Linked DNA regions of Gasterosteus aculeatus: region 2 is linked to region 1. The links are chromatin contacts, called in public Hi-C maps. All regions are on one chromosome and are shown on one strand. The core of a region is the stretch at or near the end of the contact, and the rest is flanking DNA. Distances in the headings are between cores, read along the strand shown. Region 1 has its middle 22 kb from the start of nrsn1l. Region 2 holds the start of sox4a (SRY-box transcription factor 4a).

Region 1 (7,108 bases), core at 781-3,280:
ACGCTTTGTCCAATATCGACACGCGAGGCCTTCTCATGGTCGAGGTGATTCCTGAATCAAAACTCTCAGCTGGGAGGACTGTTTCCTTCGCCGACACAGATGATTCCACTGCGAGTGATGCGAGGATGGAGGAGCATCAAAACACCATTCGGAGTGAGAGGGAGTGGGGGGGGGGGGGGGGGGGGGGGGAGGCGACAGCCTCCATAACGGCTCGGCGGTTGAACGGATGCACGGAGGAGAAGGAGAAGTGTTTCATCTCCAGCCCGGTACTCCGAAAAGGTGTAAGTAAGTAATGGGTGCGAGCCGCCTTCTAACATCCCCATCACCGCTTTCTCGTCAGCACCTGCACCCGAGATGGCGCGGCGCACACGCTACGACCTCCACACACACACACACACACACACGCGACCTGAAAGCACTTTCACGGCGCGAGGAGCGAGGGGCGTTAAAGGGAAGACCCCGCAGGGGTCAGGAGCCAGCCGCTGAGAGAGGGGCCTGAAATCAGGTCGGGCTGCACTTATCCCACAGCGCCGACGTCACGCACCTCCAGCAGACGAGCAGCCCGCTCCTTTTTTTACCGCCGCCGATGGTGTTCAGGAAGCTGTCGCTGATATGCGCCCGGTGGCAAGGTGATGCTCGCCGTCTCTCCTTAATTCAGTGCTCCCGGGCCGAGCGGTGATGGATGACGCCAGGCTCATTAGGATAAGACAACAAAATCAATAGAGCCGGCGCAGAGGTGTCAGCGGCCTGTAAAAACCACAGCGAGCGTCTACTCGCCGGCAGCGGCGTGTGTGTGTGTGTGTGTGTGTGTGCTGTAGACGGGGAGCGGTTACGGGCTGAGTGATTGATGCTGATGGACACGGGTAATGGATAAACTCAAATGTAAGGGCTCTCGATGGGTGGGAGGGGAGAAGAGACGCATTCGGGGGGGAGGACGAAGGCGGGGTTTGGAGACGCAGTTTTGCCGCACAAAACAACATCCTCTCCTTTTTTAAAAGCGTGATATTAAAAAAGTGAGAGGAGCGACGTCTGAGATCAACAGCCGCTCGCATCGGTGACAGGAGGTCTCCTCCCCTGCGTCTGGGAATCACCTCCGTGCGACAATCTGTATCTTTCCCGAAAAGATAATGAATTAATTCAGATTTTTAGCTTGGATTTATTTGCCTCATGCATGTCAACACCTCGTCTTAAGGTGTCAATCGACTGCATTGGAAAGCGTGTGTTTTACCGCCATGGAAGTGATTGACGGAAACAAATGTTCATTTGGGTTTAACAAGAGTTGTGTCTCCGTCACTTCAGGCCCACGCTGAAGTGGGCTTCTTATCTCCTGATGCTGGTACTTTATGGCTGCACATGGTTAATGCTTATCTGTTGTTCTTGCAGTCAAGGCTGCAAACACATGTGCAGAACTGCACGTGCGCGCACACACACGCGCGGTTGTGGGGACAGATAGTCTTTGACAGTTTGCTGTCTGTGGTCTCTCGTGTAGCAGATGTCTTCCTGTGTGAGGCTCTGCTCCCTTTTCTGTTGAGCCTTAATGATGTCTCCGTGTGACGGCGGCAGGCTTTCGACGTCACGCAGGGAGGCTTGATACCAGCCGCTAACCCGTTTCCCATCCACATTACGGACCGGAATGACTTTCTCAGTAGTAATGGAATTCCCAAGTAAAGTTCATTCAATGGATCCCCACTCCACTGTCCAGTAATCGAATTGAAATCAAACCTAATTGGATTGCAGTTGGAATGGCAGTGAACAGTGTGTGTGTGTGTGTGTGTGTGTGTGTGTGTGTGTGCGGACGTCCCCTCTGAGCCGGTGCACAGCGTGTCCTCTGTTCTGGGATCTGCTGACAGTTGTTGGTACTGGAAGCTCCTCGTGTGGCATTCAATAAATTCTGGTGTATGATGTCATACTTTACTCCAGCGCGCTGAAATACACAATACTCTACTCTACTGTACTCTGCTGTACTCTGCTGTACTCTGCTGTACCCGGTCAGTACTCCACTATTCTACTCTAAACTCTACTGCTTCACACACTCCTCACTGTCCTATTGCTTTTCTCTACTCATCACCCCTCAAGCATGGTGGAGGTGTATCTGTGCTCCTACTCCGCAGCGCGGGTTCGCTCCACCTCGCTCCACCTCGCTCCACCTCGCTCCACGCTGTCCTACTCTGCTCGGAACAAACGTGCTGTACGTGAATCTCATCCGACTCGCTCGGCCCCAAACCTTCTCCTCTTGTCGTCCCCCTCGATGTGAATCACAGCGCCATGTGGATTTTTCGGCAAACTTTCGGTTCGGTTCGGGTTGGAACATCCAGGTAGGCCTCCAGTCTCATTATTTAGAAAGAATACCGTCCAATTTTTAATCAGCGGCCAACCGAGAGAGTCGGGGGGCGTCCCAAGGGTTTGTATCGTACACCAAGTCTCGATTTAGCCCAAGGTTGTTCTCTAGATATTAGCAGTTCCAACTTTTCCCCCTGTGTCTTTTCTTTTCTCATTAGATTCGGACTTCATTTCAGCCGTAGGCTCCAACAGGGCTCCAATTAGATGGACGACGGAATTAATGAAGTCCGTTTCTCCCTCTTTCTCCTCCTGCTCTTCCCTCGCTCTATTTATCCCGGTGCTCAGGGGGACACCCGGTCTGGATTCAGTCGGTGTGGCGGCGTTTTTTTTCTTTCTTTTCTCTTACTAAATTAAATATGTGTAATTGACGGTTTCATAAACAGAGCTAACCTTGCCAGCAGCGAGGGGGAGCTGCCGCCGTGAATATGCATCGCGCCGCGGCCCACGACCGCATCCACGAGTCCTCGGCCTCTTTGCTCGGGAGGAGAAAAGAGGGAGACGCGTGCACACAACAGTTCAGTGTAGGTGTAACGCATGTGACATAATGTCTCCTACAGCTAAAAGCAGACAGCGTTGTTCTCGCTGTGCTTTCTTTAGCACTCTGAAACTGGAGAGGTGAAAGCAGTTGGAACTGCAGAGACAGAGGGGGTTCAGAGTAAATGGCAGGTGCTGTACGCGTGCATTTACAGCAGCTTAGAGGGAGAATAAACAGCCCGACAACGTTAAAAAGGGGAGAAAAGCGTCACTTGTGTTCAGCTTTCAATGCCCACTGTAAACACTTTTATTACTTAATTGCTGTGTGCATTCACCCGGCGGTTTCCTTCTCCGACATCTGTATTTCCACGGCAGTAAAACAACTGAAACGTCATCTCACTCATTGCAAAACCTAAAAGTGAGGCGGCCGATTGCACGTCTTTCCTCACAATAGATGCGCTTGGTGTGTGCGCAGCTTTCCATGTGAGTCTGACCACACAAATGGTCACGTTCTGTCCTCCCGACGACGCTCCCGCCGGAGACATCGGTCACCTTTGACCGGCTCGCTCTTGCGCTCTCTGCCGTTTGGACTCGGCGTCTTCGCAGGACACATTGATGGAGTCAAACCAAAACAATGAGCTGAATGGGGGGGTTTGTCGATACCGGCATCCCTTTCCAGATGAGACACGGAAGCTTATTCATTATAAACCATTGATTAGAGCAGCTGTGGTGGCCTCTCTTTAGCGGTGTGATGGGGATGCAGAGAAGGGACAACATCTGGCAGCATTTCAAATGACAGCTGAAGCTGCACTTTTATTCACCTACATTCAGCCGGTCCTGTTGAATACGTCATCGAGAGCAGCTTTGAGGCGGATCGGATTTCAACTCTTTTATGGCACAAGTGTTTGCTCCAATACAAAGATGTCACCTTCAAGGGCGAACGGGACGTCACCTTGTGTGGCTGAAGTGTAACGAATGCACAAAACAGCTTGTGCACATAGTTTTTTTTCTTCCCCGCAGTCCTGCCATCAATAACAGAGACGTGTCCATTAGTGCGAGCGAGGCTGGTGCGGGGCAAACACTCCCTCTAGCATTTGAACAAACCTCCACCGGGACTCATTCCCCCAGACTCCCCTGGGGGGGGGGGGGGGGGGGGGAGGGGGGGACGACTGTACTGCCCTGCTGGATGTGCCTCCTTCACGCCTGCGGGGGCTTCCAGCAGCACGCGGGCCACGGCGACTCTCACAGGCCCTGAAACCACCACACAACGTCGGCGAGCGCGCTGCTTCCCGCCCGCCCGCCCGCCCGCCCGCCCGCCGGTCGGGGGTTTGGGATATTCAAATGAATGAATAAGGAAAGTGAAAGATGAAGAACGTGCCGGTGGAGCCTCTGACTTTGAGTAATGCTGGTAATTGGAGGGAGACATATAGGAATGCAGCGGGCGTGTTTTAGCAAATGAACACAAAAAGAACAGCCCCGTCCTGGTAGGCGTCTCATTACTTATCGCATCTCTGCAGTTGAGACAAAGAAAGATGCAGTGCAAACACAAAATTGTCCCCACAATCCAACGCGTTGGAATCGGGAAAGGAGCCAGCTGCGTGCAGCCGCCGTATTGTCAATTTATCAAGTGCGTACGAGCCGCACAAAGCAGCTGATATTTTCTGTTAGTGTGTTACGATCTCATAGCTTTGTCTGATTTATCGGCTGTCTGGCTTCAGTACTCTCCTGTGTGTTTAAGTGCTAATTAGAGTACAACACACACATGCACACTCACACGGAAAGACCACAGGCTCACAGGTGATGCAGACAGTATTTTATCACAAGAGAGGAGTGGGTGTTGCACCAAAAAGGGGCCTTAAATTACTGGTGACATCTGCAACAAGCCTCACACACACACACACACACACACACACACACACGTCTATATGCTCACACTACTCTGTGGGACAAATAAAGTGGCCAAAACACAATATTGGTTCTTCTCTCATATCATTTTTCTTTCAGGTTTTGGAAATCACTCCACTGCCGGCCGTCCATTTGTCTTCTTATCCCACTCTCCCCCCCCACCAGTCTTCAACTGACCCCCCCCTCAACCCTCCACCTCCGCCATCAGCCCCCCCCCACCACCCCCCCGAAAACCCCCAGACCCCCTCTGCTCGCCACCGCTCGGTGTGAGCAGTAACCCTGGATGCCTCGGAGGGAGAACTGCACCGAATCGCTCCATAAATGTATGAGTGTCCAAAATGAAGAGGAGCTGAGAAATGTGTGGGCAGCGGGCTGTGAAGCACGTCCAGGCTTACTAACAGGATCGGGGGGTGGAGGGTGGTGCTGGGGGGTGGATGAGTGGGTGGTTCGGGGGGGGGTTGATGTGGGGAGAACGGAGTGTGAAATGTCTGTTTTGACAGAGTGGGGTCGCACTCAGCAGGAGGGATTCTTTCTTTGCAATATTTATTTGGCGATGTGGGCAACATGCAATGAAGATGTTGGTCTTAATTATTGTCTTTTTGGCGTCCAGGCCCATGTACTGTCTCCCAGTGCGTTTGAAGTGTCCTCCTCGCGCTTAAAGTCAAGAGAACTGTTTGGAAACGGGGCCGGTACTTAAAAAGATACATGGCAGGTCATTGGATGAACCATCTGTCAATCAAAAAAGTCCTGCGCGTCATTCTCCGCTCCTCTTTCAATGAATAAATATCCTCCATCGCTGATAAAAATGGAAATGAATAGAAATATCTGGGAAAGTGGCAAAATAGGCCGAAGGTTCTCATTAGAACGCGTTAAAAGGATGCACAGAACCCACGATGCTTCTTTAAAGGCTGCTGGCCTCCCATGAGTTGCTTTTTCTCCCCCCGAGGCACTTACATCCACCAAACTTTCCAGTTTAATTCCTGTCTATATTCTGAAGGTCAGCGAGGGGTTTGTTCATTTATCATGCATCGCCTGATTTTTTTACAACATGTTATTCCTAAAAAACATGGTGAAAAATTGATGTTTCTGTATGTCTGTAGACCTTATTTTCTGATTCATGGAGTGTTAAAAAAGGTTTCCAAAATCTGCTGTGTAAAATCCTTTGACCGTATGAAACTGGCTATTAGAAACAAGCGCACATTAACCACGTAATCCCTCATTTGAATACTCAAGCATCCGTTGCCAAATCATTTGTGATGAAAGAAAATAATGGAAACGTGTAACACGAGGTTAGAAAAAGACGGTGGTCACGATGGTGGTCGTGGCAAATAGAATAGTCGCACGGCGGTCTGCGCACGCCAACCCTCCGGCCCCGCTCCCCGGCCGGCGGTTTAAAGGGCAAAGTACTTTGGCATTGAGAGTAGAATACATCTCGCTTGGCGGACTCGTTTAGCATAAATCCCCAAGGACCGCCGGGGCCGAGCAACATCTCCCCGTGTCCAAATCGGAGGAGTTACTTCGGAGAGTAGTCTTAAAAACCTCTGCTGTAAATCCATTTCATTACATAACCGCTCCCACTACAGCTGTGTGCTGTTACAGAAGCTTAGACGTATTTCTTTGTTTAAATGTACATTCAGCGTCTAGCGTTCCCCTCCCGATCCAAAGCAAACTTTAGGGTCACAGGCGAGGTCGTTTATTTGGGTTAAACTGTCGATATCCAAGCGAGCTTGAATCAATAAACATTAATAATAATATTGCGAAGGGGAAATCGTACGGCAGCAGCCGTCGAGCGGAGCGGAGCCGGAGGGGAGACGTGTTGAGTTTTATGCCAAGATCTTGAATTATAGAGTCTTGACCGACTAGAAAACGGAGCCGGAGGAGCTTCATGGAGGGCTGCTCGTTCCTCTGCTCGTTCCTCTGCTCGTTCCTCTGCTTGTTCCTCTGCTCGTCCCTCTGCTCGTCCTCTCCCTCGTCCTCTCCCTCGTCCTGCTGCAACGATGCACATTTGTTCACCCCGTCACATCTTTGTCACTCCTCACTGATCTATTCTCTCTGTTTGTCTCCCCCCCCCCCTCCCCACACACACTCCTCTCTCTCCCTCCGTGACTTCAGATGTCTACTGGGGAAGATATCTGGGGTTCAGGTGGAGTTCAGACGCAGACCGGGTAGCCCCCCCCCACTGTCCCCCCGTCCCACGTCCCCAAGCCGGCACGCGGACGTCTCCCCGGCCTTCCCTCCTGACACGGGATCCGCCTCGGAGCTCGTGGCTCCAGGAGCAGGGCTCCAGGCCCCCGTGCCCCCCCGTGCCCCCCCGTGGCCCCCTGTGGCCCCCTGTGGCTCGCACCCTGCGTTTGATCAACTGAGCTGCCGCTTTTAAGTTTGACATTGG
Region 2 (7,454 bases), core at 3,757-6,256, 50 kb before region 1:
CCATGTTCACCTCGGGATGAGGACTTCGTCAGTGGGCCCGAGCTGTGTTGCTTTGGAGACCGACTCCCTGCCAACGCCGGCCCGATCCGTCTGCCTCAGTGCCGGTATTGATCCGCGTTCAGTGTCGATGTGTGTGTGTGTGTGTGTCCAGGACTGCTGTGTGCTGAACACACACTCTACTCCTGCCGCACTGCAGAGACTCCAGTAATAAACACACACACAATAAGCTGAGACGAGCTGATACAGCCGCAACAACTGAGCAAGCGATGCCAGACCCTCCCCTCCACGCGCACACACACACACACACACACACACGCGCAGACCACCGCCTCCTCTCGCTCTGGCTGCGGGCTGCAGAGCGGACCGATGAGCAGGCAGCCAGCGACGGACGAATCCTCCCGCAGAGAGCGGCGTTTTTCGGATGCTTCATGATGAGCGTCGCGCTGAGCCGGAGGAGAGGAGGAGGGAGGCTGAGGACGCAGATTAGCATGATGATGATGATGATGATGAGGACATGACAGGATTTTTAAGCGCTCTTAGTTTAAAAGGATGAGAGTTTGTTTTAATCCCCTTCCACCTCCCCCTCTCCCCCATCCTCGCCTCTCCACGCAGCTCACGGGTCTTTAAACCACTCTCTCCCATCCTCCCTCTCTCTGTCTCTGCACCCCCCACCCCGCCTCATCCCTCCCTCCCTCTCTCTCTCTCTCCCAGTCTGACTGAGGCTGATGTAGGTCAGTGCGTCTGGAGCCTGTCTGGAGTTGCAGAGAGCCTCAGAGCTCCTGATCCTCGTCGACCCCTCCAGCTGCCGCCGCCGCCGCGCCCGAGCTGAGGACGGCGCTCCCTGGGCTACGTGAGGACATCACCACCACCCGCCTGCCTGCCTCACCTGCCCGGAGGAGGATGTGGCAGCAACACAGGAGGGGGAGGGAGGGAGGAAGGGCGTACGGGGTGATATGAGGCGTCTGTGTAGCACGGCGAGCTTAGCATGCGTGTCGAGACGTAGACGCAGGCGGGAAAGGCAGAGCGAAGGGAAGAAGGAGATGGAGGGGAGATAGGCGGTGCGGTTGTCTTGTCTCCTTGGTGATACGGGGGTGGGGGGACATTTTAATGCAATGTTGCCTCCGCATTCCCCTTCCTGCACACACACACACACACACACACACACACACACACACACACACTCTCCATACTCGGCGTGGCTCTTTCTCCACTCGCTACCTAACTTGGTCCTGACGCTTTGTGTCTCTTTTCCCAGATCCGACTCTTCTGCGGCTGCAGCCGTCGACCCGCCTGCAGCAAAACGCGGCCGCTCAGCAAACTCCAAACTGATGCGACGTCCCCTAAAAAAAACAAATCACCCAAATCTTCCGTTGCAGTAAATCCGATTCCCGCGCCACCGCCAAAGGATCCGCAAATGCTACCGAAAGCGTCCGTCCTCTGACTCCGCCGCGACGCCCCCTCTGACGCGAACCGCCGCGTGCAAGGACGAGGACGAGGACGACGACTTTTGACGACTCGTGTGTGTCTCCCGATTCCGCTTTCCCTCCCTTTCCTCCCCCCCCCGCTCATCCTTCTCTCCTGCTCCCGCTCTCGCCTCCTTCTCACTCCTCTCGCTTTTAGACAATGCCCCCGAAAAACGATCGTTGTATCAGAGAGTCGGAGCGTAGTAGAGTGAAGCTGTGAGAGCGCCTGAGTGTGTGTGTGTGTGTGTGTGTGTGTGTGCGCTCTGGTTTTGACTCGTCTGGTCCTGCAGCGGTCCTCTGGTGCTCAGCTGGCTCCGTCTCTCTGGTACTGCTTGTGCACTTGTGTGCGCGTGTGTTTAACCGTGTGTGTGTGTGTTTGCGTGAGCGGTGGCTGCATCATCGCGGCAATCATCATCTGACCGGCCTCGTCATCGCTATTCGGGGGGGGCGAGGGATGTTTCTGAGTTCCTTGGGCGTGGCGTTGGCGGCCCTGGACCCCTCCCCGCGCTCATTCATTCGTCTGTTTCCGTCCATCCGACTCCCATCGGCTTTTTTTCTCACCTCGAGCGAAGCCTCCGGATTACAGCGGCGATGGAGGGACGACGGCGGGCCGCGTGCAAGGAACCCCCCCAACCACTCATTCTCCACACGACCAGACATTTCTTTTATTTTCCGTCCCCGTTCTTTTTCTTTTCATTCGTTTCGCCGGTGGTTTCGTTCACCCGCCGAGGTCGCCGCCGCCGCCGCCCGGGGTCGTCGCATCCCTCTTCCTCTCTCCCGCCCTCTGTGCGTCTCCATGCAGCATTTTCAAATACGACGGAGAGGAGGGAGACCGAAAGAGAAACTAAAAAATGACTTTTTGGGAAAAATGTGTTCATGTGCAAACTTAAGCTTCGTCAATCCAGCGTGAAGTTCAGGCCTCAAAGTTTTGAAAGGAGCGAACCTGAAGCTTGATTTCCAAATTAAATTGGATCGCAATATGTAGTAATGTGTTCCTGTTATTTTGTCCACTCACCCATCTTTCATCCCCCTCCGTTCATCTGTTCTTCGCTCTGACAGTCGGATTGTCGTAAGGTGACAGCAGCAGGTGGGTGACACGCTGAGACGGCCACCTGCACTGTCTGCCACGTGCACACAACACACCGAGAGGACAAACTGTCTGCTGATGAGTCACACCGAGGGAGGAAGAGCGTGTGGGGGGGGGGGGGGGGGGGGGGGGGGGTATGCAAATGAATGCTTAGTCTTCAGTTTTTCGGTGTGACTCCAGAGAAGAGGGGACTTCCCACCGCTTTTTTCAAACTTTTAGTCCCTGGAAGAGATCCAGTTCAGTTAGCGCTGCACGTACGTACACACACAGAGACACGTGCACACAGAGCCCCCCCCCCCCCCCCCCCCCCAAAGAACCGTTAATGAGTACGACTGTTTGAAGCACGCACACTTCCTGTGCACTGCTTCCATTTCCATCTCGTTTCTGCTATCGGGTTCTCGATGCCCCCCCTTCCCCCCCCCCCTGTTTACGACACACTGGGAGTGTTTCTCTTCAGCCCCGTTTCCAATGAATCCATCTACTTGCAAACACATGAGCTCATTTAACCTGCAGTTTGCTCCTTGGTAAGACGGACTAATGTTTTATTTACACGTCGTAATAAACAGCGTCAGTGAGCTCTGAATTAAGGCTTCTGATGTTATTATTCTGCCACTGAAATGATTTCACAAGCATCGCTTCTGGTGGAACGTTTGAGTGTCCAGAGGTTTCTCACAATGCTGCTTTACAGCTACGACGATACAAGTACGTCAAAATAATCCAAGGAAACGCTCCAGTTTCATTTCCAGCAACACGTCCCCGTCCCCCTGCATAGAATCTGTCCCCCTTCATCCAACCCGCCCCGCTGCATCCAACCCGTCCCCCTGCATAGAATCTGTCCCCCTTCATCCAACCCGCCCCGCTGCATCCAACCCGTCCCCCTGCATAGAATCTGTCCCCCTTCATCCAACCCGCCCCGCTGCATACAATCTGTCCCCCTTCATCCAACCCGCCCCCCTGCATACAATCTGTCCCCCTTCATCCAACCCGCCCCCCTTCATCCAACCCGCCCCGCTGCAAACAATCTGTCCCCCTGCATACAATCTGTCCCCCTGCATCCAACCTGCCCCCCTTCATCCAACCCGCCCCGCTGCATACAATCTGTCCCCCTGCATCCAACCTGCCCCCCTTCATCCAACCCGCCCCGCTGCATACAATCTGTCCCCCTTCATCCAACCCGCCCCGCTGCAAACAATCTGTCCCCCTGCATACAATCTGTCCCCCTGCATCCAACCTGCCCCCCTGCATACAACCCGTCCCCCTGCATACAATCTGTCCCCCTGCATACAATCTGTCCCCCTGCATCCAACCTGCCCCCCTTCATCCAACCCGCCCCGCTGCATACAATCTGTCCCCCTGCATCCAACCTGCCCCCCTTCATCCAACCCGCCCCCCTGCATACAATCTGTCCCCCTGCATCCAACCTGCCCCCCTTCATACAACCCGCCCCGCTGCATACAATCTGTCCCCCTTCATCCAACCCGCCCCGCTGCAAACAATCTGTCCCCCTGCATACAATCTGTCCCCCTGCATCCAACCTGCCCCCCTGCATACAACCCGTCCCCCTGCATACAATCTGTCCCCCTGCATACAATCTGTCCCCCTGCATTCAACCCGTCTCCCTGCATACGACCCGTCCCCCTGCATACAATCTGTCCCCCTGCATTCAACCCGTCCCCCTGCATACGACCCGTCCCCCTGGAATACAATCCGTCCCCCTGCATCCAACCCGTCCCCCTGCATCCAATCCGTCCCCCTGGAATACAATCCGTCCCCCTGCATACAACCAACCCAGTGGTCCCACTGCGAGAGTCCCATTCTCCCACATCACTCCTCATAACGACACCGTCCCCCCAGGCGTCAACAGCGCGCCATATTTGGGGTAAACAGGCGGCTCCGGCTGCTCCGGCTGCTCTGAAGATGACAGAGCGATAGGCCGGCGCTGCCACAGCCGCACATCTGCCGGTGACAGAGTGGAAAGCTACCGACAGCTGCTCGTCACACATCAGATAAGATTACAGGTCTACCTGCATCACCTGTGCAAACAAACCGGCGTGCGCGGGGAGACAGAGAGAGGCGGCAGCGTAATCCAGTGGCAGGTGTACACTTATAATTAGTTCTAAGGGTACAGAGCGGTGAAGGAGCTCATTATTATTTATGTGTTTGATTTATGTAAGCACCGAGGGGGGTAAATGGGCCGGGTTGTGAAATTTTAAAGAGTTTATTCCTTTTTTTACCCTGACATAGATCATAGGTCATGAATTAGGAACACACACCCATTAGTGCGCGGAAACCTAATCACACAACGCGAATGCACATTTTGCTTAACTGCTGGAATCCGAGTTGTGATCAGCGTCTCCTGAAGGGCACAAAGTTCAGCCCCTCAGCGCCGTTGCGGGACTAAGACGATGACGTCACCGGCGCGATTTAACGACCGCAGCTCAAAGCGGCCGATTACAGGACGGAGATAAAGCTGCGCGCGCGCGCACGCACACACACACACACACACACGTCATCAGCTCACGTTGGCTCTAGCCTGACACCTAGCGACACCGGCTGTAACGTGATCCTACACGACATGTGCATGTTACCACAATGGAGCTGCTGTGGAGTCACCGGGACTTTTGTTTGTTTTGTGTTTGTTTGTTTGTTTGTTTGTTTGTGACACGCACAATCCTCTCCGGGTTTGAGACGCGTGCAGAACCTCCGTCGTTGACACTTCCAGCTGTGACGTAATTCCGCGAGCCGCCGCCGTGACGACCCGTGGGCGTCAGCTCGGAGGAGCCGCGTCCGGGCGCGTGCACTGCGGGTTAGGGTGTCCTCAGCATTTTTCCTTGACCCCCCCCCCCCCCCCCTCCTCCCCCACCTCCCCCCCCACACCCAAACACCACCTGCAACCTAAATGAAGCCGATACTCATCCACACAAGTAATGCAGTTCTAGGTGTAACCTTGACAGCTTCCCTGTGCAGCAGGAAAGGACAACGTGCCCCTTCAACAGACACGCGCACACACACGCACACGCACATGCACACACGCGCGCGCGCGCGTATAACGAGTTCGTCTTTCCTTCAGTGAAGTCTGACAGGAATGAGGTCAGACACAACGATCCTCCTTGCACATTATTATTATTATTACCCGTTTTTTCTTATTCGGCCAATGGGAGGCCGGGAGGGGGGCGGGGCCCGGGTGACAAAGTCGGTATGGAGACAGACGCCGATTGGCTCTGGCGTCTCGCGCTGAAGGTATAAAGGGGCGAAGTTCTCGTTGTTGTGTTTACAGTAATATTACGCAGCGCGCAGCAAACAGGGAGACTATGAGCACGCGCAGCCGCTCCATTCCACCACATGGTTCCTCAACCGCGCCGACGAGCTGCGCTGCACACCGCCGGGTTCGCATAAGGGACTTGAACCGCTGTGGCCCCCGGCGCCGCGTTCCGAGGCTCGCAGGGCGCGTTTTCAGCCGCACGGGCGGTTGAAACTTGCTGTTGGGTATAGTTTCGGGATACATATGTTCTTTTTTCGGTTGTTGTGTTTCCGCGAAGCGCACTGGTACGAGTTGAAAAAAAAAAAAGCAGGCGCGTGAAGAAAAGAGGAGACTCGGATGAACTTTTCAGACCAGTGTGGTTCTTAAAGCGCCCTAAATAAGACCAGCGAGGAGTTTTCTTTCTTTCTTTTTTTTTTCCTTTTTCGGTTAAAGCCTTTTGAGAACTCGGTCGCTGAAACTGTGTCTGGAGGACAGGATGGTGCAGCACATGAGCCAGACCGAGAGCGCCCACGCGCATTCTCCCGGCGGGGACTCCACGGACACGGGAGAAATGGACTTGGAGATGGACGTGTCTCCGTCCCTCTCCTCCGGGGTCCGGAGAGACTTGGCGTGGTGTAAAACTCCGACGGGGCACATCAAGCGACCCATGAACGCGTTCATGGTGTGGTCGCAGATCGAGAGGAGGAAGATCATGGAGCAGGCGCCGGACATGCACAACGCGGAGATCTCCAAGCGGCTGGGGAAGCGCTGGAAGCTGCTGAAAGACACCGACAAGATCCCGTTCATCCGCGAGGCGGAGCGGCTCCGGCTCAAACACATGGCCGACTACCCAGACTACAAGTACCGGCCCAGGAAGAAGGTCAAGTCGGGAAGCGGAGCGAGTAAGCCGGCGGAGCGCGGGGAGAAGAGCGGCGAGCGCAGCGCCAAACCCGGCGTGAAAAGGAGCCCCGCGGCGAAAGGAGCGAGCCGGACGCACAAACAGGGGGTCACCAAGAGCGCCGCGGGGCAGGACTACGCGTCTCCCGGCGACCACCAGGCCCTCTTCAAATCCAGGTCAGTGTCCGCGGCGAGGCAGATCCCGGAGAAGCGCGCCGGGGAGGCGAGGCGCGGCCACATGTTCGGCGGGGCCGGCAGCCTGGAGAGCGGGCCTCCCTCCGTGGGGGTCCCGGCCAGTCCCACCCTGAGCAGCTCGGCGGATTCCAGCGACCACGCCAGCCTGTACGACGAGCCGAGCCCCGCGGCCAGCGAGTCCTCGCGCACCGCGCGCCTCAGGTACGCTCGCGCCTCCTCCCCGACGCCCTCCGCCTCGCACTCCTCCTCGTCGGTGTCATCCTCGTCGTCGGATGAGGAGTTCGAAGACGAGCGAGTCGAACCGAACCCGAGCCCCGGGTTTGAGACCATGTCCCTCGGCGGCATGGGCTTCTCCGACCCGGAGCTGGACCGGGACTTGGACTGGAGCTTCGGGGAGTGCGGGGCGGGATCTCACTTCGACTTCCCCGACTACTGCACCCCGGAGGTCAGCGAGATGATCTCGGGAGACTGGCTGGAGTCCACCATCTCCAACCTGGTGTTCACCTACTGAAGAGGACCGCGGTGGCGAGAAGACACGACGTCACCACCCCCCCACCACCCTCCCCCACGT

The links. Hi-C and Micro-C count contacts between places; a contact is called where the count stands out from the background.
Region 2: a contact with region 1 is called in a Hi-C map of whole body, with 2.4 times the contacts expected there. The contact joins the promoter of sox4a here to the enhancer-like site in region 1. A contact is called at or near these places in 2 of 6 Hi-C or Micro-C datasets (skeletal muscle and whole body).

Annotation. Positions count from the first base shown.
Region 1 is chr10:16,185,468-16,192,575 of fGasAcu3.hap1.1, reverse strand. No RefSeq gene overlaps it. Among protein-coding and RNA genes, the nearest start is that of nrsn1l, 22 kb to the right of the region's middle. Within about 2 kb of position 2,030, at least 3 of the 9 cell types and tissues checked have open chromatin away from gene starts, as enhancers often do.
Region 2 is chr10:16,238,356-16,245,809 of fGasAcu3.hap1.1, reverse strand. It overlaps sox4a (SRY-box transcription factor 4a), which reads left to right and starts at 5,006. Exons shown (of 1, transcript XM_040189043.2): 1 at 5,006-7,454. The coding sequence starts at 6,288. The coding sequence ends at 7,394. It overlaps e2f3 (E2F transcription factor 3), which reads left to right. Exons shown (of 8, transcript XM_078081294.1): 7 at 1-104; 8 at 712-2,447. The coding sequence ends at 829.